Linked DNA regions of Mus musculus: region 2 is linked to region 1. Evidence: chromatin contacts called from public Hi-C data. All regions are on one chromosome and are shown on one strand. The core of a region is the stretch at or near the end of the contact, and the rest is flanking DNA. Distances in the headings are between cores, read along the strand shown.

Region 1 (4,482 bases), core at 115-2,614:
CAGCGAGCTGCACAGCGCTCACAGAGTTCCTGAGCGGGGCTCCAAAGACTCGCCAGCCCTACCAACGTTAACACAAACTGAACCCTACTAGGTGCAGACAACAGGCTGGATGGAAGCGAGTTCCAGGGCCGGAAAGAGAATCCCGGCCTAAGTCAGGGAGGCCCTGCTGATCTGGCTGCTGGCGCTGGGCTCTAATTCTCTAGAAAAGCATGATAACAGTTTATAACCAAGGAAATAACAGTTGTGGAAGCAGGTGTTCTGGTTTTATCTCAGAGCTCGGGGAAACTGAGGCACGGAGATGGGAGAAGTGGTCAAAATTGAAGCTGTTCTTCAGCTGCCAAATCCTATTGCCTTTCACCTCACCCAGCAGGCTGGCCTGGGTTTCATTTTGTATTCTGGAGAGTTCCTGCAGAGAGCATCTCTGCTAAGTGCCTCAGATCCCTAAGCTTCGTTGGGAGCCATTAAAGATTTCCTGTCTTCCACCAGCTCTGTTGCTGAGAAGGAGGTGTGCGATCCTTTCACAGAAAGAAAAAGACCCCGAAAATACTACATTGGCCTCCAGAGGTCAAAAGTCATTACTCAGGAAGGGAGATACGTTGACCGAACAGATGGGGAGACATTCCTAAGTTATCATTCAGTGTAAGGAGTCCGGTGACAACTGAGTGGCCATTGTGAAGCTTCATCACCCACCTCCAGCACCAGAGGTTCACTGGCTAGCACCCGGGCTGTTGGCTTGCACCGTTGACCTGCCCCGGTTGATTTCTCAATAGTTTGGGCCCTGCTGGGTGTTCATTGGTGCGGTCAGCACCGAGGTTGGTGGATGCAGAAAAGAGGAAACAGGCATGAGAGTCTCCGTGGTGAAAGGATCGCTTCGAATCACCCGGTCTGGGGCGCCTCTGTGTACAGAAGGGGATCAGACCGGTTAGCAGCCGTCCCGGGTCCGATTTAAGGACCCAACGCTCTTCCCGCGGCGCGGCCCCTTTAAGAGGCGCGCCCAGCCCCGTCAGCCGCTCCGCGGCCACCGCCCCCCGGTCCTCCCCTTCCTGCAGCGCTGAGTGCGGGCCGGGGCGGGAGTGCGGCGAGAGCTGGCCGTGTCGAGCGGAGCGCCTGCCCGGAAAGCTGCGGAGCGGGGCGGGGCGGCGCGGGAACCGGAGGCGAGGAGCCCGCGGGGCTGCGGCCGTGGGCCGGCGGTGGGCCTGCTCTGCGGAGGACGGCTCCCGCCGCCGCCGCGCGCGCTGCGGAGCCCCGCACACAATAGCGGCGTGCGCAACCCCGCGCCCTTCCCCCCGCCCGCGCGCGCCCCCCACCCCCAGCCGCCGCCGCCGAGCCTCCCACCTCACCTGCGGCCCCCGGGGGCGGGCATTGTTCGCCGCCGCATCCGCGGGGCCATGGGAGCCACCGGGCTCCCCAGCCCGGGCCCGGTGAGAACGCCGCGCCGCCGCTGAGCCGGACTCCGGGCGCGCAGCTCGGCGGCGCAGGTGAGCCGGCCGCGCCATGGTGGACTCGGTGGGCTTCGCCGAGGCGTGGAGGGCGCAGTTCCCGGACTCGGAGCCGCCGCGCATGGAGCTGCGCTCGGTGGGTGACATCGAGCAGGAGCTGGAGCGCTGCAAGGCCTCCATTAGGCGCTTGGAGCAGGAGGTGAACCAGGAGCGCTTCCGCATGATCTACCTGCAGACGCTGCTGGCCAAGGAGAAGAAGAGCTACGATCGGCAGCGCTGGGGCTTCCGCCGTGCAGCGCAGCCCCCCGACGGCGCCGCCGAGCCCCGAGCGTCCGCCCCGCGCCCGCCGCCCGCGCCCGCCGACGGCGCAGACCCGGCGCCCGTCGAGGAGTCCGAGGCGCGGCCGGACGGAGAGGGGTCACCGAGTAAGGGGCGGTCAGCGTCCGCCCGCAGGCCAGCGGCTGCTGCATCGGCGGACCGGGACGACCGAGGGCCCCCCACCAGCGTGGCGGCGCTCAGATCCAACTTCGAGAAGATCCGCAAGGGACCTGCCCAGCCCGGCTCTGCCGACGCCGAGAAGCCCTTCTACGTGAACGTCGAGTTCCACCACGAGCGCGGCCTGGTGAAGGTCAACGACAAAGAGGTGTCCGACCGAATCAGTTCCCTGGGCAGCCAGGCCATGCAAATGGAGCGCAAGAAGTCCCAGCAGAGCGCCGGGCAGGGCCTGGGGGAAGCACCCAGACCCCATTACCGTGGGCGCTCCTCGGAAAGCAGTTGCGGCCTTGACGGTGACTATGAGGATGCAGAGTTGAATCCCCGCTTCCTGAAGGACAACCTAATAAATGCCAACGGCGGCAACAGGCCCCCTTGGCCGCCCCTGGAGTACCAACCCTACCAGAGCATCTATGTCGGAGGCATGATGGTGGAAGGGGAGGGCAAGAGCCCTCTCCTGCGAAGCCAGAGCACTTCAGAGCAGGAGAAACGCCTAACCTGGCCTCGCAGGTCCTACTCGCCTCGGAGTTTCGAGGACAGCGGAGGTGGCTACACGCCGGACTGCAGCTCCAACGAGAACCTCACCTCCAGCGAGGAGGACTTTTCCTCTGGCCAGTCCAGCCGCGTGTCACCAAGCCCCACCACCTACCGCATGTTCCGGGACAAGAGCCGCTCACCCTCGCAGAATTCGCAGCAGTCCTTTGACAGCAGCAGCCCCCCGACGCCACAGTGCCAGAAGCGGCACCGGCAGTGCCAGGTTGTGGTGTCTGAGGCTACCATCGTGGGTGTCCGCAAGACTGGGCAGATCTGGCCCAGTGATGGGGACAGCACCTTTCAAGGGGAAGCAGGTGAGTGCCTTGTGTGGGCATACTTGGACCTGTTCTGGACTCTTGAAGTAGATTGGCATGGGAGAAAATGGGTACTTTTTGGAGTGATTTTCAAGTGCTTTTGTGCCTCTTTGGCCCTGCGCCTGAACTGACTCCACCCCCTTCTTCCTGAAGGGGAATGGATGGGGGTGGGGGAATAGAAGGGAATGGCTGGTGGTGTGCTCTCTTGGGTCTAGATCTAGAGCAAGGTGGGTTTTGCGGAAGTATTGGGAAAGAGATGGCCACGTGCCCTCTCCAAGCTGGACCACAAAGTCGGTCATCTCTGCCACCTGGATTAACTCCTTGAGTGGGGCGCGGGGGGGGGGTGTGTGAGGGGGAGAAGGTGATCTGTGCAGGCTCTCCACAACCCGCCACCTGGTTGTTCTGGTCTTGGAGTGGTAATATGACACGTTGGGGGAACCCAAGATGTGCAAGCTGCCTGAGGGCTTAGATGTGTCAGATTCACTTGTCAGCCAGTGAGCAGGTGAGGAAAGGAAGCAGAAGTTGTGACTCAGTGGGCTACTGAAAAGCAAGAGGTTGAAGATCTTACGTGAGGTAATCCCACACCATCCTGACTGATTTGGCTTGGACAGGTCTTACCCATCATTACTCACCTGTAGACTCCTCCATCAACTGCCACTGAATTTTGTCTGTCGTTCTTTTTCAAACCCAGTGCTGTGCCAGTTCAAGGCATTCTTACACCTCTGAGTTAGGTCTCCAGACCCCACCTTCTTTTCTGGTCTTCCAGCGTGCTCTTGCCCCACTTCATTTTCTCAAGGGTGAGCTTTCAACAGGTTCTTTTTCTATTTTTTATTTTTTTCCAAGACGGGTTTTTGTGTGTGTGTGTGTGTAGCCCTGGCTGTCCTGGAACTCACTTTGTAGACCAGGCTGGCCTCTAACACAGAAATCCACCTGCCTCTGCCTCCCAAGTGCTGGGATTAAAGTGTGCCACCACTGACCAGTTTATTCAACAGGTTCTTGTTTGAGTCTCCTAATCTATGGTCTGACTCTAGCGCTAAGATAAACCATAACTTCTCGGCTGCACACAGCCACCGTTGGGTGTGTGGGGTAATGGGAAGAGGTTATGGGTTCAAGGTCCAGGCTGAATTTTCAATCGGAGTGAGGTGGGAGGGGTGCCGGCAGGCATAGGACTTGGGGGTGTACAGCTGTCAGGAATCTCTTGGCGTCTTTGCCTCTGTTGATTTGAGCTGATCTGGTCTTTTGCTTCACTGATTTTTCCCCCCCTCTTGCTGATGGAGTTGCACGTGCTTCATTTGTCAGAATCCTCTTGATAAAAAGCGAGGCTATTTTTGGCGCTATTAAGCTGCCTTTCTGTGCCCAGCACCCTGTCCTGTTCAGCAGCCTCCCGCTGCTGATCTTCCTTCCATCTGGGTTGATGCTGTGTGTAGCTGGACCTACCTGCCTCTACCCTGGGCCAGCTGCGTTCCTTGTCTCGGAGGAAGGGATGAGGAGCTGTGAGAGTCAGACATTTGCTCTGGAGGCACAGCAGCCAGCTCCTCTCAGGTCTGGAGGACTGCCCAGTGATTACTGGGCACCAGCCACATCCAGCCAGCTGTTTTTGAGGTGAACTCATCTGAGCTGGCTTTTGGTGCTCTAGTGATTGGGGGCATTTCTCATAAAGAGCACGGAGAGGCTTCCACGGAGACCAGTCTGATATTCTCTTG
Region 2 (4,216 bases), core at 812-3,311, 260 kb after region 1:
GTGCATCCTGGGCAGGAACAAAGGGCTGAGGGTAGGGTGGGGGAGTAGTCTGAGAGTGGAATTCTGGAACTTGACAGAGCCCAGCTGGCCCCATGATTAGGGCTGAGGAGTTGGGACCTGGACATACAGAAGGGTGGGCAGCTGTAACCTTCAGGGACTGCCTTGAGGCTATACTGACAAACCAAAACCCAGAGCTAGAAACCAGGCTTCTGGGGGCTACATGTACTGTCAAGGGGCAGGGCGGTTCCTGTTTGGTCTCAACACATATAACTGGGGAGGGAGTCAGGCCAAGACCAATGTGAACTTTTATTGGCTTGGAAAGCCTGAGCCATCTTCTTGTGGCTCTACACAGTGTCATGACATGGAGCTGAAGCCAAGCAGGCTTTGACTGTCACGGCCATAGGACACAGTTTCTGTGGTGAGATGGTACCCATCAGAACCTAAGGGTGAACTGGCCACTGGCTTTGTTTTCCTGAGGACCAGTATTGGAAAGGAGGCCTTACTCCGTGGGCCAGGCATCACCCTCTGGCCCCGTGCTTCTCAAACTTCCTAATGCTGCAAACATTTAATAGAGTTCCTCGTGTTGTAGTGACACCCAACCACAAAATTCTCTTCTCTCTCTCTCTCTCTCTCTCTCTCTCTCTCTCCCTCCCTCCCTCTCCCTCTCTCCCTTTTCCTCTCTCCCTCTCTCCCTCTCTCTCTTTCTTCCCTGCTTTGTAACAGTAATTTCCTGCTAGTATAAATCATAATATAAGTATTTTTGGAGATACAGGTTTGCCAAAGGGATTGTGACTCACAGGTTGAGAACCACTGCTCTAGGAGGGTCCCCCTGGAGAAAGGTGCTGGGCCCTGGAATTGGAATGGTTGAGAGAGAGGAGGGATCCCCAGAACTGGCCAAGAGTTGGTCTCTACTTCATGAGTCCCCATATCCCCTTCAATGGGGCATTTTTAAGATAGTCATCCCAGGACACGAGTCTTGACAGGAATGGGCAGGATAGTATTGCTCCCCCAAGAGAACTCAGGAACAAACACGCAGAGTCCAGTTTGAGAATAGACCCTAGCTTGATCGTGTCTCATCCTTACCCCTGCAAGGCACATGGCGACGCACGCCAGTGTCAGGGCAGCCCTTGGCACTGGTCCTGCTTGGTGATGGTTTTAGGCTTCTTAACTGAAGCTGAGATGGCAGTGCTCCAGTCTTCTGTGCTCCCTCCAGAGGATCTCAGGTTTAAAGCAAATTGCACGAAGGTCCCTACTCTAACCAGATCTGTAGACACAGGCACACCCTCTACCCCACAGATGCTGTAACACTGCGAGGGTGGGCTCATCAAATGGAAATAAAAGGTCAGACTTTGGAAGAATGAGCCTGAGAGATGGGGTGGGGGGCGTCCAAGTCAAGTCCTGGTAGATGACAATCACCATTTCAAAGGCAGACATTGGCACCTGCACTCACTATGTGCCTACTTCTGAAGAGATATTCCTTCCCATCCTGACTGCAGCCCCCCGGGGGTCTAGCCTGGCTCTCAGCAAGCCTCCCCTCATACTTTCCTCTAACCAGACAGCCTGTGGGTTGCAAAGGTTCTAGAAGACAAGGTTCCAGAAAGGCTGTGGCCTTGTGTGAAGGGCTTGCCCTGTTGTGAACAGATTGAGATTTGCAAATCCTTCCAGAAAGACAAGATTCCACTTTGGGTCCAGCTGCCTCCAGTCGTGAGAGGAGGAGATTCCCAGCCCAGAAGTCTGAGAGTCCTAGTTAGGCTGTGGTGCAGATGCACTCCCTCCTTGCTCAGTAGTTCAGAGAAGTAAAGATGTGGGGGAGGAGTCACGGTTCACAGGCATCAGAGATGTAAGAACTGTAAAGGACCAACCCCCCTCCGCCCCCAGCCCCGGCCTAGGGTCGGGTGTGAAGCAGCTTGGGTCATAACAGCATCAGGGCAGCTTAGCTCCGATAAAGGGCAAAACTGGGAGGACCAGAGTGGCATAGACAGCCTAATGCCTTGTGGAGGAGCCACCGGAGAGGGGTGGGGCGCCAAGGCTTCATGGGTGGGGGCACTCGGGTGGGGGTGGGAGTGGCGCTGGAGGAGGCGGTCAGGACGCGTGGACCTGAAGCGCCCACGTTGGGGCGAAGGGTGCTTTGCTGCCGGACCCATCACCACCTCGCCCTTCCAGAGACAGTTTCCCCTGGTTCCCGCCTCGAGGCCTCGGTTTCCCCCAGCAGCGGGGCGGGGCGGGAGCAGCGCTGGTTTCGAAGTCGCCTGCAGGGTGCGCCCATGAGCGGCGCGGCCGGAGCTGGAGCCCGAGCGGTCGCTGAGACGGTGGGAGCCAGAGCAAGAGGCAGGTCAGCGGGGGTCCTGGGTCCCGGGGACCCTGGGGGTTTTCGGGTGGGCATCTTGGCGGTTGTGGCCGTCGGAGGCTGCGGAGCCTGGAGGTCTGAGCGAACCAGGGTCCTCCCGCCCCTCGGAGCGCCCGCCGCTCCCTCCGACCCTTCTTCCTTCCTGCTGTCGGGAGGGGAGTTCGCGGGTGCCGAGGTCCGAGCCTGCCCTGGCCACTTCGGGAGCGGTAGCAGCCCGGGTCCTCGGCGCGGTCACATCTCAAGTGTGGTGCCATCGGGGCGGTCCTCGGCGACCGGAAAGTGCTCAAGGGCAGCTAGGGAGGAAGGGGCTCGAGTAAGGCAGGGTAGCGGGATGCCTTACAGTCGTCTAGACCCGCCGGCGACACGAGCTGCTACAGCCGTCGATTTGTCGCCGCGCGGAGGGGACTGAACCTGCAAGCACACAAGTCCCTTTAGGGCGCGTCCCTACCAAAGCTAGGCTGCGGACGTCGAGGCGCGGCCGGAGGTAGGCGGGTCAGACTCTCGGGTTGGGGGTTCAAGCGGGCACCGGCTGCTTCGGGGAAGGCACGGCAAGAGCAGGGGAGTTTGGAACCCGGGGGAGGGGAGCATCCTGTTGACTGTGGTGGCGGGAACTTAGGGCACTGCGGAGAGTCCAGTGGACAACAGGGTGGGTGCCTGGGGGTGCCCAAAGCAGGGGTGCAAATGGCGGGAACGGTAACAACTCTCAAGGGTTTGGCAGAGGATGGGCACTGCCTTTGGAACCTTTAGACTAATCTTGCCCGCCCATGTAATGGGAGGAGCAGGAATTCACAGTGGACCAGAGAGACAGATGCAGCAGCCAGACAATCGCCAGGACTCCTTCTCCCCAGAATGGCTCAGGAGGGATTTGAATCCCTCTCCTTACCCAACCATAGACTGCACTTTGCCTCCCTGAGATGAGAGCCTGTTCTCTGTCCTTCTACCTGGGACTCTGTGCTGGTTGCCCGATCTCTGCCTCTACTGCCCAGCTCCTCCTCTACTCCCAGACCTCGTGGGCTTTCAGGAGGTTGCTCACAACCAACCAAGGATGTCCTAGGTGCCAGGACCCTTAAGACGATGATGGAGAGCTTTTCTGGGACAGGGAGTTAGGAAGGCTCTGCCTGTTTGGTTTTGTAGTCGCTGCTCAAAGATCGGTGGGTCCCTGAGTATGGTATCAAGATCTCAAAGCTCAGCCCTTGCATTCTGGGACTTCCCAGGTTCTCTCAAGTTCTAGTGTCTCTTGAGCAACCCCTAGCCAGTGCGCATTCCCTTAGAGGCTGACCATGACTGTTCTGGGCTGGGCTAGCCTTCCTGCTCATGGCTTGAAGTTAGGCTAAGGTCAGCCCACACAAGTAGTACGAGACAAACCGTGGGCCAGGCAGAAGAAGCAGTGGGTGATCTCCAGTGTCCTGCTAATGGGTCAAAGATTTTTGGTGTCCCAACCTAGAGTTTGATCTTGGCCCCTTGATGCACACTAACTAGGTGGCTGAGGGAAGGTCACTGTCCTGGAAAACCATTTTCCCACCTGTAGAGGAATGGTGTTCTTAGTAGTGCTAACACACAAGGGTATGGGGGTGGGTGGGAGAAGGGAATAAAAATGACAGTTTTTGGTTGGGTGTGGGGCAGGTTCAGGGGAAGAGGTGGTGGCAGTGGTGACTGGGGTGGGGACGGGTATGCTAGAGGGCAGGTCAGGGGTCTCCTCTGTTCTTAGGCTGGGTAACCCTGGAAGGGGAAGCAGAGATTGCCGTGAACAGAGGGAAATGTGGACAAGAGTTGGTTTGGGAGCAAGCATGTGGCTCCCAGGCATCAGGTTCTGCAAAGTCCAGGACCTGTCAGTGAGACCACAGTCCCTGGTGGCTCTCGGTTGTTGCC

The links. Hi-C and Micro-C count contacts between places; a contact is called where the count stands out from the background.
Region 2: a Hi-C map of erythroblasts shows a contact between it and region 1, with 3 times the contacts expected there. The contact joins the promoter of Adora2a here to the promoter of Bcr in region 1. A contact is called at or near these places in 5 of 39 promoter capture datasets (the HPC-7 cell line, cranial neural crest, embryonic stem cells and 2 more), 4 of 484 Hi-C or Micro-C datasets (embryonic stem cells, erythroblasts, regulatory T cells and 1 more), 1 of 115 datasets of contacts at active chromatin or transcription factors (memory CD8 T cells) and 3 of 9 other capture datasets (embryonic stem cells, liver and pancreatic islet).

What each region holds. Positions count from the first base shown.
Region 1 is chr10:75,059,532-75,064,013 of GRCm38.p6, forward strand. It overlaps Bcr (BCR activator of RhoGEF and GTPase), which reads left to right and starts at 1,365. Exons shown (of 23, transcript NM_001081412.2): 1 at 1,365-2,779. The coding sequence starts at 1,495.
Region 2 is chr10:75,314,816-75,319,031 of GRCm38.p6, forward strand. It overlaps Adora2a (adenosine A2a receptor), which reads left to right and starts at 2,062. Exons shown (of 3, transcript NM_009630.3): 1 at 2,062-2,332.